Linked DNA regions of Tachysurus vachellii: region 2 is linked to region 1. The links are chromatin contacts, called in public Hi-C maps. All regions are on one chromosome and are shown on one strand. The core of a region is the stretch at or near the end of the contact, and the rest is flanking DNA. Distances in the headings are between cores, read along the strand shown. Region 1 holds the start of meis2a (Meis homeobox 2a). Region 2 holds the start of dph6 (diphthamine biosynthesis 6).

Region 1 (7,570 bases), core at 2,973-5,472:
CAGCGGCGGCCCGTGGTTCAGATGGTGCACTTGGGTCAGCGGCCGAGGCGCGTGCGGGTCCCCGTACATAGAAGCCGGAACTCCGACCCCGTCCATACCGCCATAATGGGCCAACTCATCGTACTAAAATCAAAACATAAGAAAGTCACGTACAAAGAATAGGTAAATGCACACAAACCACCAAAATGAAAAATACACGAGCAAAGTGAAAGAACTGCTGTAAAGGAAGAAATCAAAATTTCTGCTCGTAATGTTGAGTTCGGTTGGAATCGTGTTTTCTAACGGGGCAGTGTAAAACACTACTAATAATTATTTGTGGATTACCAGAAACATGCTCAAGTTCAGTGCTGCGTCGTGTTACTTATGGTAGGAGCTTTAAGTTTAAAGCTGACTTCACAACTGCTGCAGAAATCTCCCGAGTTCGCCGCTACACCGCGGGCTTGTCACACCGGGACAGTAGGAGAGATTCGGGGAAAACGTCAAATAACAATCCTTATATAACAGCAGTTTGTAAATGAAGCGTCCGTGTGGCGAGGAGAACGATACACGCGGCCCTTCCTATAGTGAATGTGTATAGGTAAGTGTTAGAGATTTAAAACCTACCCTCTGCGCCATCAGGCTGCGCTCCAATAAACTCCGGGACGTGTCGTATATTTAATATCCCAGTCCTGTAAGAACGTGATTTAGTGGTAAGATTCCCTTTTTAACCAACTTCGTGAATTCGCCTATTCTCCAATACAGTTCAGACCCAGCACAGACATCGGGAAGAGTTTGGCAATTTTTCTTGTTTTTCTCTTTGCCCCCAAAAAGTAGAAAAAATGTCAAGAAGCAAACTGAAGGTTACAATCGGCCCATCAACAACCTGCATGTAACTAAACTGTCGTGTCTCATGGCTTTTTGCCACTCCGGCTGTCAATCAAAGCCAGAGGTTGTCAAGGTAATGAATGAATGATGGTCGGTGATGATGTGCAAGAGAGGACGAAATCTTTTTAGTCCGTTTTCATCCAGCAACTCCGCGGCTCCTCCACGCCTCCGCTTCGTTTTCTTGTTTTATGAGTGCTGTGAAAAAAGGAAGACGGAAAACAGCGACAAAATTAAAAGATTGCCATTGCAGATCTCTCCTTTCCTCGGCAGGTATTCGTCTATGGCGCGGTCTGAGATGAGTGAGTGTCAGCGAGTGTTGGCAGGTTGGCTGCTGGCGCGCTTATAGAACAGAGTGAGTTCACAGCGCTGAGCGGCGCACAGTGGAATGACGGAACCCGGAAGTAGCGCGGCCACAGCCAGTCCCGCGGCGCACACAGAGAACAGACCAAACCCTGCGATACGCGGCGCGCGCACGAGAGGACGGCTTCAACTCCGCACGGGGGGAGCCAAACAACAACAGCACACACACAGTCACAGAGGACTGAAGTATCTGGGAAGAAAAGAAAAGAGAAAAAAAAAGCACTCAAACTCGTTTTGCGCGTTAATCTGCATTGCATTTTAACCGATGTCCACACTTCTTTGGCATCTGGTTAGACTACAGAATAGATCTGTCAAGATTAGCATTATAGGCCAAATTCACTTACTGCCTTAGTAGTTTAAAGACAAAATATTGTTTTGTTTTAACGTGTTAATATAACAAAAAAATCCCCGTGCATTTTTTCCCCTGCGCAGTTTATCTATACACACTGTTAAGCTGTCCAGTAATTCAAAGCATTTTAAAAAGAAAAATGTGCAACATAACTTACAAATCCACCGCAACACTGCGCACTTTGCCGAGTCTATCCGCCAGAATATAACTTCTGTTTTCGAGTCAATGTAAATGACTTTGTTGTAAAGCCTAATATCCAGTTACTCTTCTAAGTATGAGGTATTTGTTTGTTAGGACACGCTGAGCACCCCTTTTTGAGTAAAATGAACTTTCCCATGCAGGAAAAAAATGTTTTTATAGGGAAAGTGTTTAAATGTGTCTTTCGTCCAATCACATCTCAAGATAGAAATCTGTGCCTTACCTCGGAGTAGTCAATTATCAAAGCGCCCCAAAGATCATCAATCACGAGGCAAGCTTGAAAGTTTAGAGGAGGAGCAATGACTGGGCCATCGATTGCAATACTGCTGGCCCTTTTCCCTAATGCCAAGCGCTTTTTTGAGCTCAAAACCCAAAGAGGTCATCCATCCCTTTTTAATATTTAGCCACATCAGTGACAATAGCCTACACACCGCCGCGCGCGTGACATCATCGCCTTATTGATAGGGGCTTTTGCATCTAAGCGGCTACATTTAAAGCTCCGTGACCTGTTTTGTTTCTGAATTAACAATTTCACCGCTTATAGAGAGACCCGCTCATCTAGTAGTGTAGAATGAATTCAGCTAACAACCGTCAAATAAAATACCATAAAGACGCGGCAGTTGTGTGGTTTTCAGTATCTGTGGGACAGTTTTCAGAATGTTTTCGGCAAAAACAAACATGTTTGGTGAGATAAAGATAAGAGAAGCGCAAGGAGAAAAGTGGAAGCCGGTCGGCTGTGCGGATTCCACACTATAGAAGGGGGAAACTCCAGCGGCCAGCTCTCTCCCTCCACACCGTGATCAGAGCGCTGCGACGCACACAGCGGGCAGCATGCCGACTCCCACTCTCTCCTCACTCTCTCACACACGCCTGTCGGGCTTTTCCCGGAGAAAAAAAATTGGTGAGTGCATATCCCTTCTCTTCGCTTATGCTAGCGTACGGCAGGAGGAAAACGTGAGATTAAGGTGGGAAAATGCGATCGGCGCGTTAAATGCCAAGTGAGGTGAGCCCGGTCACAGCGCTGTTTGTTTGCTAAATAATTTAAATCCTATTTAAGATCAGATGTGAGAGTGCATAACATTTTTGGGATGCTTTTAAGTCCATCGCGTAATAGACGAAAATGTTACTTAAATGATTTTCACGCGTTTTCTCTAAATAGGCACAAATTAGAAATGGTAGGGGTGGTTGTTAGAATAACCTATAGACAATTTATTTATAACTTCTCCAAATCGTACAATAAAAAAAACCTTTTAGAAAAAAACAACATAAAATAATAATAATAACAATAACAATAATAATAATAATAATAATAATAATAATAATAATAATAATAAGCATTAAACAGTATCAACATTCTAAAATAAAATCAATGAGTTTTCGTTATAAGCATCTAAAAATTAATTATATAATTGCAATCATTACTAATCTATTGTAATGTGGAATTTTAAGATTGAAACACGTCTTAAGTTGTTTTTATTTATTTATTTATTGTTTTTTTCGGAGATTATCACAAAATTGTTATACAGGCTGTTTTGGGATACAGTAGAGTGTAAAGCAGTTGAGAGCTAAAACAAACATGCACAGTTTGACGGGGAAATGCAGATTGTACTCCTGAAGAAGCGGACATTAACGGGCGGTAAATGTTCATCTTGTGGTGTCAAATTGAGGTCAGTTTAGGGTTAAAGCTATCGGTGTCCGTGTGGGACATGGCCAGCTGCGTTTGGATTCATTAGGGGGCATGGGATCCATTTCAAGCAAAACAGTGAGACAATCACGAGCCTACGGAACCGCTCATATCCTGCATGTGTTCCCTATTCTAACAAACAACTGTACTTCTCAATAAGCCTCAAAGTCCCAGTCCAAGGCTTCACTTTAAGTTAGTTCGATTTTTAAACTTTTCTAGTAACATCAAATGTGATTGAAACTTTTGCGCTTAAAATAATCCAAGCAAAGTGTTGGGTTATGTTGGGGTGAGTTAAATTGAATAAAGTTTATATTAAGTAACGAGTTTGAACACGTTAAAATATAATAACATTTAATTTGATAATTTATATGTAAAAATTGATAATGTTTAAATATTATGGATGCAATGAGGTTAACCGAGATGACTCCCCACCCTCCCAAAAACAAATATAAATAAATGGATCAATAAAATACAAATCTCTCTCTCTCACACACACATGCGCGCGCGCACACACACAAACACACACACACACACACACACACACACACACACACACACACACACAGTGATGTCATCACTAGAGTGATGTCAAAACATATTTATAACACATTTATCCATAATTTTATTAAGAATCTTTTTGTTTAGTGTTTATATCATGCAATAATCTAAATTACCTCATCAAGTTGAACTTTCTCTGACCTCAAGTGAAATGTGCCTCGTTTCTCTGCAAGTAGACTGTGCAACTCAAATACTTGTAAAAGTTTCGCGGCTAACTGTAAATTCTTCAGCCTGAATGGAGTATTTTCCTTTCGCTCGTAGTGCATGGATTGGCAAAGTGTGTATGTGTGTGTGTGTGTGTGTGTGGTAGGGTGGGGGCGCAAACTGTAACCTAGGCATTCCCATGGAAATGTTAAAGATCCTTTTGTGTCTTTAGCCTGACCTGCTGTGTAAAATATGCAACTCGTTAGCGCCATCTGGCGGGTCTCAGCGGCCGCCATTTACCCAACTGTTTTATTTGCAGACGCTTAAAATAGGAGTTTAATCAAATTCTTTATAATCCAGATCGAAAAAGACAAAAAAACCCTACAAAATAAAAGAATACAATTAATAAGAAAATAATGAACATTAAGGCAAAATAAAAAGGAATCATTTTTCTTCCCATTTTCTAATGTATATTTATAATGATAGATAAATAGATAATGATTATCTTGAAGAGTTCCTAAAATTATTGCAAAAAAAAAAGAAATAAAAAATAGGGCGTTTTTCGTTTATCATTTCGTGCAATAAAAATGAACAATGCTGCGAGGCAAAGATTTTAGTTTGCATTGCAATGGTTATTTTGCAAGAAAACAAAGTGAATATTCACACTTCTGCAAGAAACAATCAGTTCCTCTTTTGCAGAAATACGAAGTATTAGATAGTACGATTGTAGTTTTTTGAACAGAATTTTACGGTCCAGTTAGAAACAGTATTAAATTTTATTTTATTTGGGTGCTTCAGAAATAAATCAGTGTTTTACACTAAAGTGTGCACAAAATTACAAAACGATATTATTATTATTATTATTATTATTATTATCATTATTATTATTATTGTTGTTGTTGTTGTTGTTATTAATCATATTTTATTATTATTAAAATAACACTGTATTGTTATTGTTAATATTAGTATTATTAATTATTAAGTAATCATTAATATTTTTATTGCCGTGTTTCATTCCCAAGTAAAAACCTTTCTAAATCATCTTCAGGTTTGTAATATTAATCAAAATGAGCTAAATTATCGTTTCGAGAAGCAAAAATTGATTTAAATTAGGCTACGCTTAGTAATTTCCTATAAAGCGCTTTAAACCGTTTAATAGATTAAATTTATTTGGTCATTAGGGTTAAGAAAAAAAGCAAGCAAGCAAACTTTAGTTAAGTACTTTAGTACATTTTTTTTTTAATTTACGATAATCTCAATAATGTTTTGCTTTGAAAATTTATGTCTATTTTGTAATTTTACAAAATTAGTACATTTGAATTAACTAGTGCGCATCGGTCAATTTGGTGACATATAATACGTTTCTGTTTAAGCTGAATCATCTGTAAATAAATGTTAGCTGATTTGTGGAAAGAAGTGGCTATAAAAATCGTTATTGGGTTGGATGGACCATAATCAGGCATTTTCTCTGAGCGCATTCACTCTTTACTGCGTGTAATTGGCCGAAGTGTGTAAGCGGGGTCGTGATAGAGAGCACATCACAGCGGTGACCCTTTCTGTCGCACAGCATTTACTGAGCTACCAGTGTTTAAAGCAGTAATATCAGTCTGCTTTTATTACACAGCACCTTGCTCCTTATCTAGCCCACATTTGAGCTGAGCAGCGCATCGTGACCTTAATGCGGATTTTTGCGTCAGAACCCCGGCGCGGTAAAGTGTTTCCTCCCCCGCTGATCAGAGCAAAACACTGATCCCGTGTGGATTTAAATCCTTTTCATCAGCGGCTCAGTCTCAGTGCGCTCTGTTAAACGCGCTCTCCTTTTACTCTCGAAATGGACACTATTGAAATTAGATTTTTCCTTTTCGAAACATGAGCCATAATAACCATCATTTTCAGTGCGTAAACGTGAGATCCGCACGGGCTCGGCGATGCAGTATTATCTCCGTTTGACAGGGTGTGTGTTGTTTGGAACTCCAGTGTGTGCAAGCTTTAGTTGAAACAGAGCATATAGTGTGTATATACATAGCGGATAGACGTACTGCATTCCGACTCTTAGCAAAACATAAAGCATGAGCTAACCGAGTGTTAAACATGACGTTGTTTTTACTTATTCCAAAATGTACTCTAGGATAGTTTGTGCCACTGAAATTTAGTGCAAAATGCCTGGTTATTATTAATTAATTAAGCTTTGTCAGTATCTGTACATTCCTGACTAAAATAAGCATGTATACTTGCAGAATAAACATGTGGAAATTTATGTAAAAAGTTTTGTAAAAATTATTTTTAAAAGTAATATATTTATACACACAAACAAATAAAAGGACAGACAACAGCATGACTGCAATTAATTACCTGTTCAACTTACAAAAATGATTGGTGTACAAAATTGTAGAAAGAAAGAAAGAAAGAAAGAAAGAAAGAAAGAAAGAAAGAAAGAAAGAAAGAAAGAAAGAAAGAAAGAAAGTTAAAAAATTACAACTTGGTGTCTTGGAAAGGTCTTGAATGAATTTGGATAGTATAACTGAAACCTATATTCTTATCAGCAGTTAATACAAAATTCAGAACAAAAAGGTTATTTATTACAAAAAGGTGATCAAGAAAAAGATAAGCTACAATGCACACTATCAGAATTCTATATTACTATTAAAATATTATTATATGTCCTTGCTTTTTTGGATGAAGAAATGGAGGTAAATTTCATTTTCACCGTCCAAGGCTGGCCAGTCAATACAAGAGACTGACTCCTATTAACTCCCATTATGCTTCCTGACCTCTCTATTTATTAAACAAACAGCCCGTAGTGCAAAATTTTAAACTACACTTTACCATCTGAACAACATGCGATTGTCTTTGTTTCATACAGATCAAAATAAACGCTTGTGTTCCACATGCTCATTTGAAATTTATCCAAACAAATGCTGTTGCTATGTTTGTCTGTGTTTTGTTTTCCATGTTTCTTCCTGTCTCAGCATTTCCCCCTTGGTTCTGGAAGTATTCACACGATCAAGCAAGGTACCCAGGTAATTACCGTACATTGTCAAATAAAGGCACAATAAAGGGACTACTGATTCAAATGAGGAGTGAAATATCAAAGAAAGGGGTTCCCTTTGCAGCCAGGCACTTATCCACACAGGAGACAGCAACGAGACGACTGCCACAGGGACACTCACACAGCCTCTGATAACAACATGCTCAGACTCCTTGGTACATATATCACACCACAATATTTTGCACACAGAAGCATTGCACCACACTTACGTATTCTCAGAGTCTCACTTCAGCTTGATAACTGAAATGTATTTTAATATGATTAAAATGCTGTGAATATAGCATTTTTTTTTTTTAAAAAAAAGACATAATCTGTTTATCAATTAAATAGGAATGTGTTGTAATTGTTAAAATTGTTCAAATTA
Region 2 (7,570 bases), core at 3,547-6,046, 250 kb before region 1:
TCGCTGTAACACTCCACTGATCTGGGCTGTATGGCAGAGTGGTCAAATGGAAGCCTCTGCTCAGTGCAAGACACATAAAAGCCTGCTTGGAATTTGCAAACAAGCAGCTAAAGGACAGATACTCTGGTCTGATGAAACAAAGACTGAACTGTTTGGCCTCAAATCCAAGCATCATGTCTGAATGAAACTCAGCACTGTTCATCACCTGTGCAATACCATCCCTTCAGTGAAGCATAGTGGTGGTAGCATCGAGCTGTGGGGATGGGGATAGCGCTTTCAGCAGCAAGAATTGGGCACTGGCCAGGGTAGAAGAAAAGCTAAACACAGCAAAATACAGAGATATCCTTCTTTTTTGCAGAGCACTCAGGACCTCAGACTGGGCTGACAGGATAATGACCCTAAGCACAAAGCCAAAACAATGTAAGAGTGGATTAGGGACAGTTCTGTGAATAGCTTTTAGACGCCAAGTCAGAGCAAGGATTTCAACCTAAACGAACATATCTGGAGATTCTTGCAAATAGCTATACACCAAAAGTCCCCATCCAACCTGACAGAACCCGAGAGGATCTGTAGAGAAGAATGGCAGAAAATCCACGATTACAGGTGTCCAAAGCCTGTTACATCATACGCAAAAAGAGCTGAGGCTGTTATCACTGCCTTCAATGAAGTACTGAGTTAGGGATCCGAATGTATATATATATATATATATATATATATATATATATAATTAAATAATGAAGTAAAAACAGATCTTGGCCTTAGACTCAGATTGCTGGGCTATACACAGATGTTTTCAATTTGTCGATATTAACTGCTAAATGAAATGGAATAGAAAGTTACATTCATGCAGCTGATATAAAACCATATTCAGTAGATTGTCCTGGAGGCAGACTCTGTAAGTCACCACAGCTGAAGACTCAAATCAAATGGCCGGTCTTGTGTAACTACAATCACAACGTACACAACTTAGGACAAAAATGCTTGTCGTGCCTCAGCATGCCTTTAGCACATCAGTAACCTGAAACCTGCCTTATTGTAACTTGTGTGTACTTGACGGGGTTGTCTTTTAAACCAAAACAAAAAATTATTGGCATAAAGAATAGGACTTTACAGATACACACACTATATATAGTACTATTATAATATATATGTGTGTGTGTGTGTGTGTGTTTCTATATTAAATATAAATATCTCCAAGTATATACACATTATATCTATTATTAGATGTAATATTATACATTTATTAGCTACACCTGCATCAGCCAATCACGTGTCAACACTGCAACGCAGATACAGAGTATAAGCTCAAGAAGATAACGTTCACGTCAAACATTAGATTAGAAAGGGGCAAAAATATGATCTGAGTGTCTATGGTATAGGTGTGAGTTCCAAATAAGTTGTTTGGATAGTTGATCACCTTTCATTTTCACATAAAACAGCCAGCAGATTTTACATACAATGATGCAAACAAATAACATGGAAGATAGAAACACTTTTGGTTGATGAGAGTGGTCAGAGGTGACAGGAAGGCTACAGTAAAACATTCAAAAAACACTCTCTTCAACCGTAGTGATCAGGAAAGCATCACAGAACACGCAACATGTTAAACCTTGATGCAGATGTGCTACAGCATGTCGGGTTCTGCTCCTGTCAGCTAAGAACAGGACTCTGAGGCTACAGTAAGCTACAGGCTCTGCTAAACTAGACAGAAGATTGGAAAAAGACCAGGTGATATTTTAATTTTAGAAGTTCTAATTGCAAACAAAATCATTTTTATCCCCCTGTGACCTCAATTCCACAGTCTGGGAGCACTTGCAGATCCTGTTTTTTTTTTTTAATTATCGGTAACAAATACTGTAATGTGAGAGCCAAGGTGAAGCATTAAGATCCATGAGCAACAAGCAATAAAAGTACAAAAGGAGGCTCTTGGGAGATGAGACAAAAACAAAGATCAAACCACTGGAAGAAAAAAATCACCGGATATTTTGTCGTCATTTTGTTTATGTGCTACACAACAGCAAGGCTAAGTTACGTGGCAAAATGAATATATTTCTATAAAACTTGACTTGACATTTTCATAATGCATACAATTCACAATTAAAATAAAACTGAGAAGCCATATTATAAAAAAAACTATATTGTTCCAAAAAAGAGAAAGGTATTTGGTGGGAAGGTGAAACATTTGATATAAAAAAGAGAACTGAGCAGATGAAAGCAGCTTGTTGCAGATGGAAAAAAATCAGCCCAATTTTCTCTTTATATAGAAGGAAAGGGAAGAATCAGTGCAAATCACTAAACCTTTATTGTATGATGAAACATATCTATCCTGATGGGTATGATCTCTTCCAGGAAGACCCCGTCTCCATCCATAAGGCTCATGGAATAGTTTTATTAGTAAAAAAGTGATGTATATTGTATTGTTACGGCTACACAACCAGATTTTGGATCAGCTTGTTAAACAGGGCTCTCCACCACCATTCCCAAAACGCAGACACGATGAGAGAAATGATGAGCTGGAAGCTTGGTGTTTGTTCCTAAAACACAGTTCTATCCACTTCTACAGTAAATGAAGCTGTTCTATCAGTATGTAGAGGCCTGACACCTTATGGATGGTTTTTACTTTAATTTGTCATGCATGACTTCATACGGCTCCTTATCACTTCACTGTGGCTTCCTTGTTTTACTTTCACCTTTTACAACTTTCTCATAGAAGGCCATTTCCTGTAGTATAATAATAATAATAATAATAATAATAATAATAATAATAATAATAATAATAATGGGGTTAAGGCTCTTTGTTGTTGATTGGGGAATTGGTGTTCAACCCACAGCACTGCCAAGCTGCCACTGTTGGGCCCTTGAGCAAGGCCCTTAACCCTCCCTGCTCCAGAGGCACTGTATCATAGCTGAACCTGGGCTCTGACCCCAAACTCCAAAGTTGGGATATGTGAAGAAAGAATAAAAATAAAAATATTAAGCCTTTGGATTGGATTAAACCATTAGGAGAATTTAGGAAATCAAATAAAGCTGTTTTTAGCCCAGTAATCAGATTAATCATTGCATGTAATTCTTGATCTTTTAACTGTTTAAGATATAAGCAGATACTACACAACATCCTGGAAGGCTGGGGAAAAAAAACAAGTGTTTTTTTTTCAGCTGTCCAGTTTCCATGAGTCTGTGCCTGAATGTGTGCCCATGATAGGCTCAGGTACCTGTTCTTGGCTGACAGGAGTGGAACCTCATGTTGTCTTCAAGGTTTGATGTTTTGTGCATGCTGAGATGCTTTTCTGCTCACCAAAGTTTTAAAGAGTGATCATTTATTTTTGATTTATTATATCCTTCCTGGCAGCCCAAATCAATCTGCCCACTTTCCTTTTATCTCATTTATCAAAATGTCACTCACTCGATGTTTTTTGTTTTTCACACCATTCTGTGTAAACGCTATAGAATGAATATCAGTAGAGATCAACAGTATCTGGAAAACCCCAGTCCAGCACCATCTTGCACCAACAACCATGTCATGGTTAAAGTTACACTTTTTGATGATTTATTTGAAGAGTAATTGAAACTCATGGCCTGTACCTCCATGATATTATGCACTGTGATGCTGCCACAGGTTTGTCTGATTGTGTAACTGCATAAATGATCGTGTGTACTAGTTTTCTTGTTGAAGTGGATGCTGAGCTTTGAGGTGTATAACATATGCATTTAGAAAGAAATCTGACTGCCTCATGAACACACATGCAGTTAAATTACTTGTGTAGGTATCTAAACATTCTGATATTTAGAGTTAACAGCTTATTTTGGAGCTGTAAAGATATTCAGTGTCATACAAAGCGACTTGGTGCGTGCAGTGGAAATGAACGAACACACGGATGACGATAAAACTACTTTTGTTTTGACGATAAAACTACTAGATGTTGACGTGTGAAATACGTGGGAGTCGCTTGATGCTTGTGGCTGAAACCCTTAAATTCTTTCCCCTGCAAAACACCTTCACAGGGATTACCTTCACAAGTTGAAGTAGCTGGTACAGGTCTTCCACCTCATCAGCATCATTCGGGCTGTATTCTCTGCCTGTGTCCACACTCGAGCCTTCTATGGTCCTCCTGTACAATGGCAGATCCATAGCTTCTGCATACAGCTCAATAGCCTGATGCCCAACCGTTTGATACATGTAGCTGTCGAGCTCATCTGGGAACCACAGAGTGAGAAGAAAGCTTTATTATTAATATTTTACCAGCAGTTATTTAAGGATATCAGATTTATGATCTTACCTGTATGAGCTGGTCTGAGGTTGGCCAGTGCTACTATAGTGTGTCCTGCAGAAACACACTGCATCATGTTGTAACAGCTGTCTTTGCCACCACTGTAAATAGCACAAAAGAATGAAATGAATATATTTTGGTTTAAATGCCAGATGGTGATGATGCATGAATATGTAGCTGTAAACACATGCACTTTTATGTGTAACTGAACATGTGACAGCTAAATTAATAATGAAAATATAACGAACATATCATCAGACAAAGAGAAACCTCGTTACCTTATAAGTGCAACAACTTTCATTGTCATTAATCATTCATTCATTCACACAACACTCAAATAAAGTTAAAAGAGTCTGTCACTGTCAATGTGTTACTACGGAGACTCACGCCTGTTCACTCAGGCTACATCCTAAACCACTCACTACCCCCTACTGAGGTACACTACATACTGCCTACAGCCGCCGGTTATTCTCCCTACGTTAGTGTACTCTATGACCAGTAAGAAGATATTTGGGATTTAACCCAATTTGTAAACACGAGCCGACGACGTGAAAGCCGTTTCTTCCGGGAGAGGGAAGGACCCATAAAAGAGAAAAAGCTGGCTTATGGAGTGCCTGTTTAAAAAAAAAAATTAAACAATCGCAATAACATTTTAATAAGAATATTGTGTTGGGAATTGTGACGGTACATAATTGCAATATACGTATTTCTATAAAACAAATGCGAACGAATTCAGAAAGAGAGAGAAATAAAATTAAATAAATAAATAAATAAATAAATAAATAAACAAATAAATAAATGGAGAAATTCAAAAAAGTACTCAAACAAATTCTATTTCATTTTATTTTTATTTAATTTGAATGCAACTAATAATTGAATCGTAAAAGTATTATTATTATTATTTATTATTATTATTATTATTATTATTATTATTATTATTATTATTATTATTATTATTATTATTATTAGTGTTGTCGTACTGGTGGTGTATATGCAATATTCTGTTTTATTTAATAGATTTAATTGTAATATTTGTCAACAGAATGATGACAGATGTGTTATATTTTTAATGAAGTCAATAAAGCCAATATTCATCCGAGTAACAGTAAGGACTGTAACTGCCTAACTACATAATAATAATAATAATAATAATAATAATAATAATAATAATAATAATAATAATAACAACAATAATAATAATAATAATAATGTGTATTATTATTGTTGTTGTTATTATTATTATTATTATTATTATTGTAATTCTGAAATAAATCTAAATTATGCATATACACCAGATTTAGCAATAGCATATTATGGGGAATGATGCACAGTTTGTAGAGCCTTGTGGAGTTATGGCACGAACAGGCCTACGTGCAGCAGCAGCCGCCGCCTCTCTTGTGCTATTCACACAGGCAGTGTTTTCCTCAGAGGGAATGCTGTGGCTGAGAGGAAAACCTTTGATGCTCCTTTTGCTCTCAGTTGTTGTGCCAGAGCAGAATAATTGCAGTGCCTTCGTGTGCTTTCTTCACCTTGTGCCCCTGAGCAGGCCAAAGGCAACTGATTTTGTCAGAGTGTACAAAATTGAAAAAGACATCTTCACAGTCCTCTGTATTTTTTTCTTTTTCTTAACGTTACCTTCTCTGGGTCGTTCTTATTTCTATGTTCTTATTTATTTATCGAGTACTCTTTGAAAACTTTGTAATGATGATTATAAAAGTTTATTGATTAGTGGGATCAATGCTTTGTGTCTCTGTACAGTTTGTAAATTGTAGGATTATCTGTGTTTTAAACAGAGACTCATTTTCTTTTGGATTTTACTAAAACTATGTGTTTAGATTGCATTTAATTAACTTAGATTACTCCAACACCCAGTTTGCACCTTATACAATGTGCACTTTAAAATCTCTGTTTTGTTGTCACCAAAAATGCTCCAAATCTCCAAGCATTTATCATTATTCTTATTTTATAAATCCGTTCATATTGCAGGTCCACTTGTAAAGAATTTTGTTTTTATTTGTGGCAGTATTTCTGCAATATCCAATAGAGTGTTACTTTGTCTTTTAGGTGCACAGGGAATAAAAACCCTTGATGGATAGCGCATCTGAGGCACAGGCAATGAACTGAATATGAGGCGCATAAATATGGAGGCAAGGCACAGGGAATCGAATGGCACTCTTAAAGGAGCATACGAATACAACAGTTGATTTACACAGATACACAAACTAATTTTTGTCAGACAAGGACACAAAAACTTTGGGTGTAATGACAAAGTGAGGCCTGAAATCATGGTGCAGACATATTGAGCAGCAGGGCAGGCCAGTCAAGGTTGAACACAGAGACAGGAAAGAGTCGTCACACACCGGCTTTCTATTTATCTTCCTTTTAGAGGACAGCCGATACAGATTCTATAAAAAAAAAGGGACACTCTCTGACATAGTGTGCTGTTTCTTTTAGCAGCAATTTTGCACTTTTTGGTTTTTGCTCCATTTCATATTAATGGAAAGTGAAACATTCTTGGCCATCTGTGAACAAACATGCTTATTTATTGTCTCATATTAGAACATCTCTAAATTCTGAATGTTCTCATATAAGCTTGGAAGACTTGTCAGTAACACTTTTAAATTCTGCTCAGCTACTTTCATACAACTTTATCCAGTGAACTATTGATGCATTGGCATTGGCAACACAACACAGTGCTGGGTGCTGAACTTCCTTCAGTTAAACTCTACCCTAAAATCGCACTAGGACTTACTCATAACTCCTGGAAGCACATTTACATCATTAGGCAACTATTTCCTCTACACTAAGGTTGCACTTGTAGCTCTACCTACAGTAAGCACAAAAATGCTGCAGAATCCAGATACTGACTTTCCACTACACAGTTTTCTCTAACTCTTCATGTGGTTACTAACACTGAGCAGAGCTGTAAGGTAATTTGCAGGCTGTTCAGATGCTTTTCGTTACAGTATTGATGTGGCTGATGGTGACCTGGCAACCTCTGGCTTCCTGCTCCATGACTTCTCAGCAAACAGCAGCATGCAGCAGGCAGTGATGGATTCAACTGTACATTATCCTCAACAGGCCATGCATGCTAAAATACCAGATGCCTCACCAGTCCAGCTAATGGCACCAAATAGTTCAGGCAAAGTTTGAAATTTACTCGGAAATAATTGCTTAGATTTTGATTGGGCGTTTACTGGTCATTGCAGAGAGCCAGACTTTTCTCCTATAATTCAGCTGAATATAAATCATGAGGTTTTGTAATGCCTTTAATAGGTGATGCAGTATTTGGTTCCTGCAAG

The links. Hi-C and Micro-C count contacts between places; a contact is called where the count stands out from the background.
Region 2: a Hi-C map of blood shows a contact between it and region 1, with 5 times the contacts expected there. The contact joins the promoter of dph6 here to the promoter of meis2a in region 1. A contact is called at or near these places in 2 of 3 Hi-C or Micro-C datasets (blood and muscle).

Annotation. Positions count from the first base shown.
Region 1 is chr10:11,226,602-11,234,171 of HZAU_Pvac_v1, reverse strand. It overlaps meis2a (Meis homeobox 2a), which reads right to left and starts at 4,222. Exons shown (of 13, transcript XM_060879410.1): 1 at 4,130-4,222; 2 at 604-1,414; 3 at 1-123. The coding sequence starts at 615. LOC132852303 (a long non-coding RNA gene) reads left to right here and starts at 1,983. Exons shown (of 2, transcript XR_009649112.1): 1 at 1,983-2,672; 2 at 7,127-7,493.
Region 2 is chr10:11,477,255-11,484,824 of HZAU_Pvac_v1, reverse strand. dph6 (diphthamine biosynthesis 6) reads right to left here and starts at 4,796. Exons shown (of 15, transcript XM_060879429.1): 1 at 4,547-4,796; 2 at 4,278-4,369; 3 at 4,010-4,194. The coding sequence starts at 4,575.